2 separate regions of the Mus musculus genome follow, and region 2 is linked to region 1. The links are chromatin contacts, called in public Hi-C maps. All regions are on one chromosome and are shown on one strand. Each heading gives the region's core, a stretch centred on a gene start, on an enhancer-like site or on the middle of the called end of the contact. The rest is flanking DNA. Distances are from core to core; before and after follow the strand shown.

The links. Hi-C and Micro-C count contacts between places; a contact is called where the count stands out from the background.
Region 2: a contact with region 1 is called in a Hi-C map of liver, with 4 times the contacts expected there. The contact joins two enhancer-like sites. A contact is called at or near these places in 5 of 484 Hi-C or Micro-C datasets (all in liver) and 1 of 115 datasets of contacts at active chromatin or transcription factors (liver).

What each region holds. Positions count from the first base shown.
Region 1 is chr12:25,231,422-25,234,795 of GRCm38.p6, reverse strand. No RefSeq gene overlaps it. Among named protein-coding and RNA genes, the nearest start is that of Gm36441, 24 kb to the right of the region's middle. Within about 2 kb of position 1,630, at least 43 of the 459 cell types and tissues checked have an H3K27ac peak or open chromatin away from gene starts, as enhancers often do. A contact at or near this core is called in liver, where this site is marked.
Region 2 is chr12:25,824,728-25,828,301 of GRCm38.p6, reverse strand. No RefSeq gene overlaps it. Among named protein-coding and RNA genes, the nearest start is that of Gm29835, 150 kb to the left of the region's middle. Within about 2 kb of position 1,306, at least 3 of the 459 cell types and tissues checked have an H3K27ac peak or open chromatin away from gene starts, as enhancers often do. A contact at or near this core is called in liver, where this site is marked.

The sequences.
Region 1 (3,374 bases), core at 381-2,880:
CCAGAATGAGTGGCAAGGGAATCAGCAGAAAGTGAATCCTATTCTTCTACTGCTTTCAGGCCAAGTCTGTGAGACCTTTCTTTTCTCAAGGGCTAGCTTGTTCATTTTATCCATCACCTACAAATCAGCCAATAACAGTATTCAGAGAGCCCCCAGAGAGGTTCATGGCTTTGACCAACCTCACACAGTAAGCCAGTAGAGAAGCCACAAACCCAGACACGAACTCCCCAGACTCTGACTCCAACTGTGTGTCTGTTAACTTCTCTGAGAAAATGCATGATCTGAAACTGCCATTTACAAGGCTTTCAGTAATAAAGAGGAGGCTCGGCTGTAGCTCAGTTTGTAGAATTCTTGCCAATATACATGGTGCCTTGGGCTTGAGCTTCAGCACCACAGCAACCAAGTCTATAGTCCCAGTTCTCAGGTAGAGACAGGGAGCCAAAGTGTAAGGTAACCCTCAGCCTCTGCTACATAGGAGTTGGAGACCCGAATGGGGAAAGACAGAATTAACAGCTTTATTGAATTGCCATCCTTCATACACCGTGACAAATCAGTTACTCGTATTTCTGCCCAAAGACATTTACAACTTATCAGACCCTTTACAGGAAGCAACCAAAGCCCGGACAACGTTGGGTCAATGGTGGTGGGACCACACCTCAATGGGACTGCTGCTTAGCTGCAATGTCTCTTACCTTCTATATGAGCTGTATCCTCATGTGAGGACCTGGAAGATGGACTTGAGGAAGCAGCAGCCTCTGGATCTCTTTGTCCTTCTTCTTAATTTGGCCACATTGAGTAAATATTTTTCTGCTTTATAATAACAATTATTATTATACAATAATTAACAGTCATTATTATACATTAATAAATAAATCTGTTACATTCCAGACTTTGGCGTGTTTTCTCACTCACTTCTGTCCATGCTCAGATTTTTTTTAATGCACTCTAAATTAGTTTTGATCTTCTTATTCAATTGCAGAACTTGAAAAACAACGTTCTCTAATCTCAAATGGATACAGGCAGAAACAATTTCTCCCCCCCCCCCCCCATCTGTGTCTTCTAACAGTTGGATAGCTGTATCAAATTATTCTATGAAAACTGGTTGGAGGGTTTGCTGAGAGCCTCTGAATTACAACACTCTTGCTTGCCCCTCCAAGCCTGCGGCTCATAACCTTGACCTTGCTCATGGGACTCTCAGAGCCTTAGGCTCTGCTGAAGACAGAGTCCCCTTGAGTAGCCAGGAAACTTTTACAAATTTCATTGACAGACAATATTCCCTAAAGGTTAGTTAACTGTTAACTAGTGGGAGGCAGCAAGGGTGAGCTTCTCTCAGCTTTTTAGACGAAGAACTCTTTTGCCCCCACGTGAACAGCTTCATGTGGCTGCTACTTGGTGGCTGATGGTGACAGGCAAGCACAGAGAGGAGGTGTCCAGCAGCCCCAGGAACATTTTCGCACTGATTAAACCTGTCTGAAGGAAGGCTGCATTTGTACAAGGAGTGCTGGCTGGGAGATAACTCAGAAATCTTGGCACTACTACAGAACCAATATTTTTACAGAGGTGACACCATCTTAAACAATGTCCCCAGTGTGCAGGCTACAAGTGGCCCTCTATCCACAGCCAGGAAGGGTGACTGTCCTGCCACCTCTTCTGAGCGAAGAGACTCAGAGGGGGGCAGGAAATAGGAGTGAGCATGCTAGGGGCACAGACAGGAAAGCCACTTCAGGGCTCTCATTCTGTAAGGAAGCCACCCCTATCCCCCCACCCCATGCCAATGCTGGCTTCCCATGGTAGAGACAGGCTACAGCGTCACCATCTCAAAGGCCAGATATTCTGCTCTATTTGTTTTTCCAAGCCTGTGTGGAAACAGCCAGGCACAAAGGCAACAGCACACTGTAGTTTCTCCTCCTGTGCCCTCAAGTTCCGGCACCACACAGACAGGTGCAAGGGCACCATGTGCCATGGCCTCCTCCCTCTTTGGCCTGAGCTCTTTCTCTGGAGAAGTGCCACGTGTCCCTCACTCTGTCAACAGCAACCTCCTTCTTCCTAGAATATCATTTCTTCCCAAAGCCTTTATCATTTCCCAGCAAAAGCAAAAACAAACCACACACACACACACAAAAGTGCCTGCTGCCCCAGTCCCCAGCATGATCTAGGGTGGGTGGTCCAGCTGGGGTGAGATAGAGGCATCCCAAAGTCTCCTTTTGTGCAAACAGGTGGGTAGGGAGCTGGAAAGTAGCCCAGGCCATATCACAAGGTTCTTGGCTAAGGCCGAAGGCCAGGGGACAGTGGCATCTGTGTATCCACTGTATTTGTTTTCTGAGCTAATATAACCAAGGCCCATGAATGGGATGCACAACAGATATGAACTCCCCGGTGGCTCTGGAGGCTGAGGACCACCTTCAAATCAAAGTGTGCCATGTTCCCTCTCAGGCTGTGGACACGCTGGGGACCCTCGTTTCGCCTCACCTTTAGCTCAACCTGTCTTTTCTTTTACTTCTTCAACAAGGTCCAATGAGCCATATTTTGACAAATTACATGATGTGCTGTCTCTTTCCACACGTAGTTAACAAACACTCTAGAATCACACCCCTTCCAGCAGACTCCAGCTCTTCCTTTTCCTGAAGTGTGCCAAGTTGGTTAATGTCCTGAAGCTGATGATCGTGTCGGTAAAGTAGTGAGATACAGAGACCAGTACTCCTAGAGACTGTCATTCACAGCCAGGGCCTGTCACATGGTGAGCAGTCAGTGTGCCATAGCTATTGATAGTCTCTGAGCTTGGACATTTTTGCAAAGCATCAGATGTAGGTCTAAAAGCACAAGAGAAAGTAAAACCTACTGGGTCCCCGCCACAGACAGGCTCTCCCTTTTGTTATTCCTGATAGGGGAGTCCTCAGGGTCAGATCACACACTAACTTGGGGGCAGGGTGTCACATGTGTCACATGAGGTAGGGAAAAGATGCATTTGAGCCACAAGGCAGCTTCCTTCCAGAAACTAAAACATGCCAATTGTCTCGGCACAGCCACACGAAGCTTTGATGTCCCTGAAGTCTGTACACTAGGAGAGAGGTCACCCTGTGCCTCAGGGATGGTGACTGGCTTCAGCCTCAAGGAGGGAAACCTCGGGCCAGGCAGCATCCTGTCTCCCTGAGGCATCCTCTCCTCCTCTTCTCTCAGAACATACCTGCCTCTGAGAGTAGCCTCGGGAGCCACATCCTTCCTCCTCCACATTCAGTCCTGTGCAAAGGCCCTGCCTCCAAAGGACATCCATTCTCTGGCCTTCTGCAAGGCAGGTCCCTGTTAGGAAATCTGTATATTTTCCTTTAACTCTTCAGCTACCATCCATCCTTCACCCACTACAATATCATGGCTCC
Region 2 (3,574 bases), core at 57-2,556, 590 kb before region 1:
TCCCAGAGGGAAGACCATGTAAAGACACTGGGTGAGCAGCTGCTAGAAGCCAAGGAGACTAGCTCCAAAAGCAGCCCTGCCCACAGTGGACCATGGACTTCCAGCTTCTAGAAATATGATGAAATCAATGTTTGTTGTTTCTGGCACAAAGTGTAGCCCTTCCCAACAGAACTGAGGCTTTACTCCCATGTCCGTGAAGGATCAAGGTGAAGATGCTATCACATGCTTGCACTGGCTTGCTAGCCACAGCAAGCACAGTGCTAGCAACATGTAAAGATGAGGCCATGGAGGCCAAGGATGATCCAGGTGGGTGCAAAACAAGGATCAGAGCAAATGATGAGAGCCAGAAGATGGTCTGAGGGCAGTATTAGGCAGTGAGCTGGCAAATGGTTCCCCAATGATGGACTTGTATTTGACGTGTATTTGTGTCTGCTCTGGAACTTTGACATGAGGCTAGACCTCAGATAACAAAGTCCTGAAGATTGAGGCCAAACACCAAGATTTATTTAAAAATATTCCCTTCATGATTCAAATATGCAACTAGAAACTGACTTACAGAGAGTGTGAGACCTCGTCACAGCACCTCGGCATGATTACTTCTTCTCCCCTTTCGGCCTCTAAAATGTGAACACCACACAGTGACCTCTGCTTGCTCTGAACTTAGCCTGAAGAAGCACACCAAACATGACTGCTTGTGATGGGGAAAAAAAAAATCTCTTGTCATTCTGGCTTAGCTCTTTGTTTCTGGCTGAAGATAAAAGTAAAAAAAAAAAAAAAAAGTAGATTAAATGAAATTTCAAACTCAGAATAAATAATATAAGGACGTCAGCAGTATGTAAAATAAATGACTTGGGTGGGTGTGGTGGGATCTTATTTGTATCCGTGATTAAATGCATGCTGACTTTAATTCTTTCAGAAGTGACTTTTCACTAGTGTTTTAGATGTCTGTCACCTTTTCTTGTCAGGCTCTTTCAAAATATCCCTAAGTAAATTAAAAAAAAAATGGCTCTGAAACATCACGTGTCATTAAAAGGATGATTGCTGCACACTGCATGGAGATGGGTTATACTGTATCCCTGTATTTTGATTCCTAACAACGACAGGGATTTATGTCCTAGCTTAGCACCCCCTGCTTCACCAAGGCACTGTGCACTTTTTATCTGTAAGAAAATGTCAAAAGGGGGAGCTAGTTAGCTAATTGATTAGAGATTGGGGCTCAATGTTTGCAGGCAGAAGAGGCTTTCAGAGGTCATGGAAAGCCCTGGGCTGTGTTCTCACATTCTGCCCTGGGAAGGATTTTATCCCACCCCCCACCCCACCCCGTTTTCCCAGGAGGACAGCCCATTTCAGCCCTCTCCTGCCTCTCCCATCAGCCGAGCACAGGAGCTGATTACTGTTTGACAACAAGACAGAAGTGGATTTTAGCTGCGTAGCTCACAGAAGCTGAGCCACCAATGGAAAAACCGGTGGCTGAGCTCCACTCCTTGCAGTTTGGAGCCACAAAAGTACAAAGGTGAAAGAAAAGACTGCAGCAGAGGCCTGGGGCCTCCATTGAGCAGAAGCACATTCCTACCATCTTTCAGGGCAGCTCTGCACTCATGCTAATGCGTGCTAGTTCATGTGATGAGACTCTGTGAGCCAAACACGGGCCAAGTCATGATGAGAGGTGGGCATTGCCAGGCCCTCCCTCTGCTTCAGATTCTTCTCTAGTGTCTCTGGCCCTCTTCCTCCTCTCCCAGCATCGCTTCAGCCACCCAAGAACCTCACTTTCACCCTCTTCTGCTCAAGCTATTATTTTGGAACCAAGATCAAACAAAGTTGTTTTTCTGATTTTTTTTCCTGCTTGCTTTATCATTTTCTCCCTTAGAAAATCAGTTGCCGCCTACACTCGCACCTGTGTAAGGCAGCCCTGAGACACAGCATGGGCCCAGCCAAGCTCAGACTCTTGAGCAAACATCCCCCAAAGGGACCAGTAGCCTGTGTGCATGTATGTGTGTGACTGTCTGTTTCTATGAAACATTACCAGAATATACTAATGACTTATAATACATTGTATTCCTATCCATCAGAACCCTTAAGAAATGCCAGGTCTTTAATAGGAGGCACACGATATTAGGAATTCTAGGGGATCAGCACTTATTCTTGTGTAGAAATATGTGTGCATTTATAGACATACTTGATACACCTACAGTATTTTTATAATTTAAAAATTATTTCAATGCATTTTCTCATGTGATCTAGAGAAGAAAATAAAATAGAGCAGCCATCCCTCCAGCACATGGCTTCCTTCACATGGAATGCTCTCAGACTGTAGGATGGAACATGAGTGCAGTGTGTGTATCTGTGTATCTGTGTACATGCGTGCATGTATGCATGCATGTTTGGCTTGGCACATTGAAAAGTCAAAGGTCAAGACTCTAAGCTAACCAGATATAAGAGCTATGTTCATTGACGCACACCTGTGATCTCAGCATTCAAAGGACTGAAGCAGGAGGACTATTGCAAATCTAAGGCCAATCTGGTTTACATGGTAAGTAGTTCCAGACCAGCCAGGGCATCGCAGGAAGACTGCATAAGAGGTTCCTCTCCTCTCCTTTCCTCTTCTCTCCTCTCCTTTCCTTCTTTCTTTCCTCCCTCTCTTTGTTCTTTCTTTCTTCTCGTATTTTTGTCCTGAGCAAAGATCTCATATAACCCAGGCTGTCTGTCAACTCAATGATGACCCTAAACTTCTCACCTTCCTTTCTCCATAGCCAATGAGCTAGGATTTCAAGCTTACACCACTATGCCCAGTTTTTGTAGTTGTGAGGACCTAACCCAGGGCATTATATATGATAGGCAAGTACTCTTTGAGTTACATCTCCAACCCCTCCCCGAAAAAAAAAAATCATTCTTACACATATAATAGATTTCAAAGACTTGATGCCACCCTGCTTGACCAATGTATGGCTAGATAGCCACTTGGAGTTGAGACCTTGGTGGACAGAGTTGTAAGGGATATTCTGGTCTACACTGAGTTGGTTCAAGTTCATGTATCTTCTGGAAAGAAGCACACTCATGATTATTCATGTTCAAGTCTAGAGATGGGAAGTATTGAAAGTCTGACCTCTCAAAACAGCCTGGATCCTTTTCTGAAGGGATAACCGAGATTTCTAAGCAGCCAATAAAATAAACCAGGATACCTTGAGCCTTCTTGAAGCTGAACTCTTCCTCTGGCTATCATTTCCTACTCTTCTCATGAATACCATCCCGATGCTATCTACAGCCTTCCTAAAACCCACAGATATCCCATGGACTTGCTGAGGCACTTGCCTTGATATGGCCTGTGCATGCTAGACAAGTGTTCTACCAACTAAAGAGAGGGGCACCTGCACAGAATCAGAGGAAACTTGGGAACACATCATGAAGGCAGTAAGTAGAGATGGCTGCACCGATATTCACAGCATACCAGGAAGCTGAGAGAACGCTGAGATCATTTGGTATATTGGCAGTCCCATAGAGGAGTAAAGAATTATTCATATTTTCATGAAGATTTCAGGTGGGATGAATTCTTCACAGCTAGCTGAGTTTGCTCTAG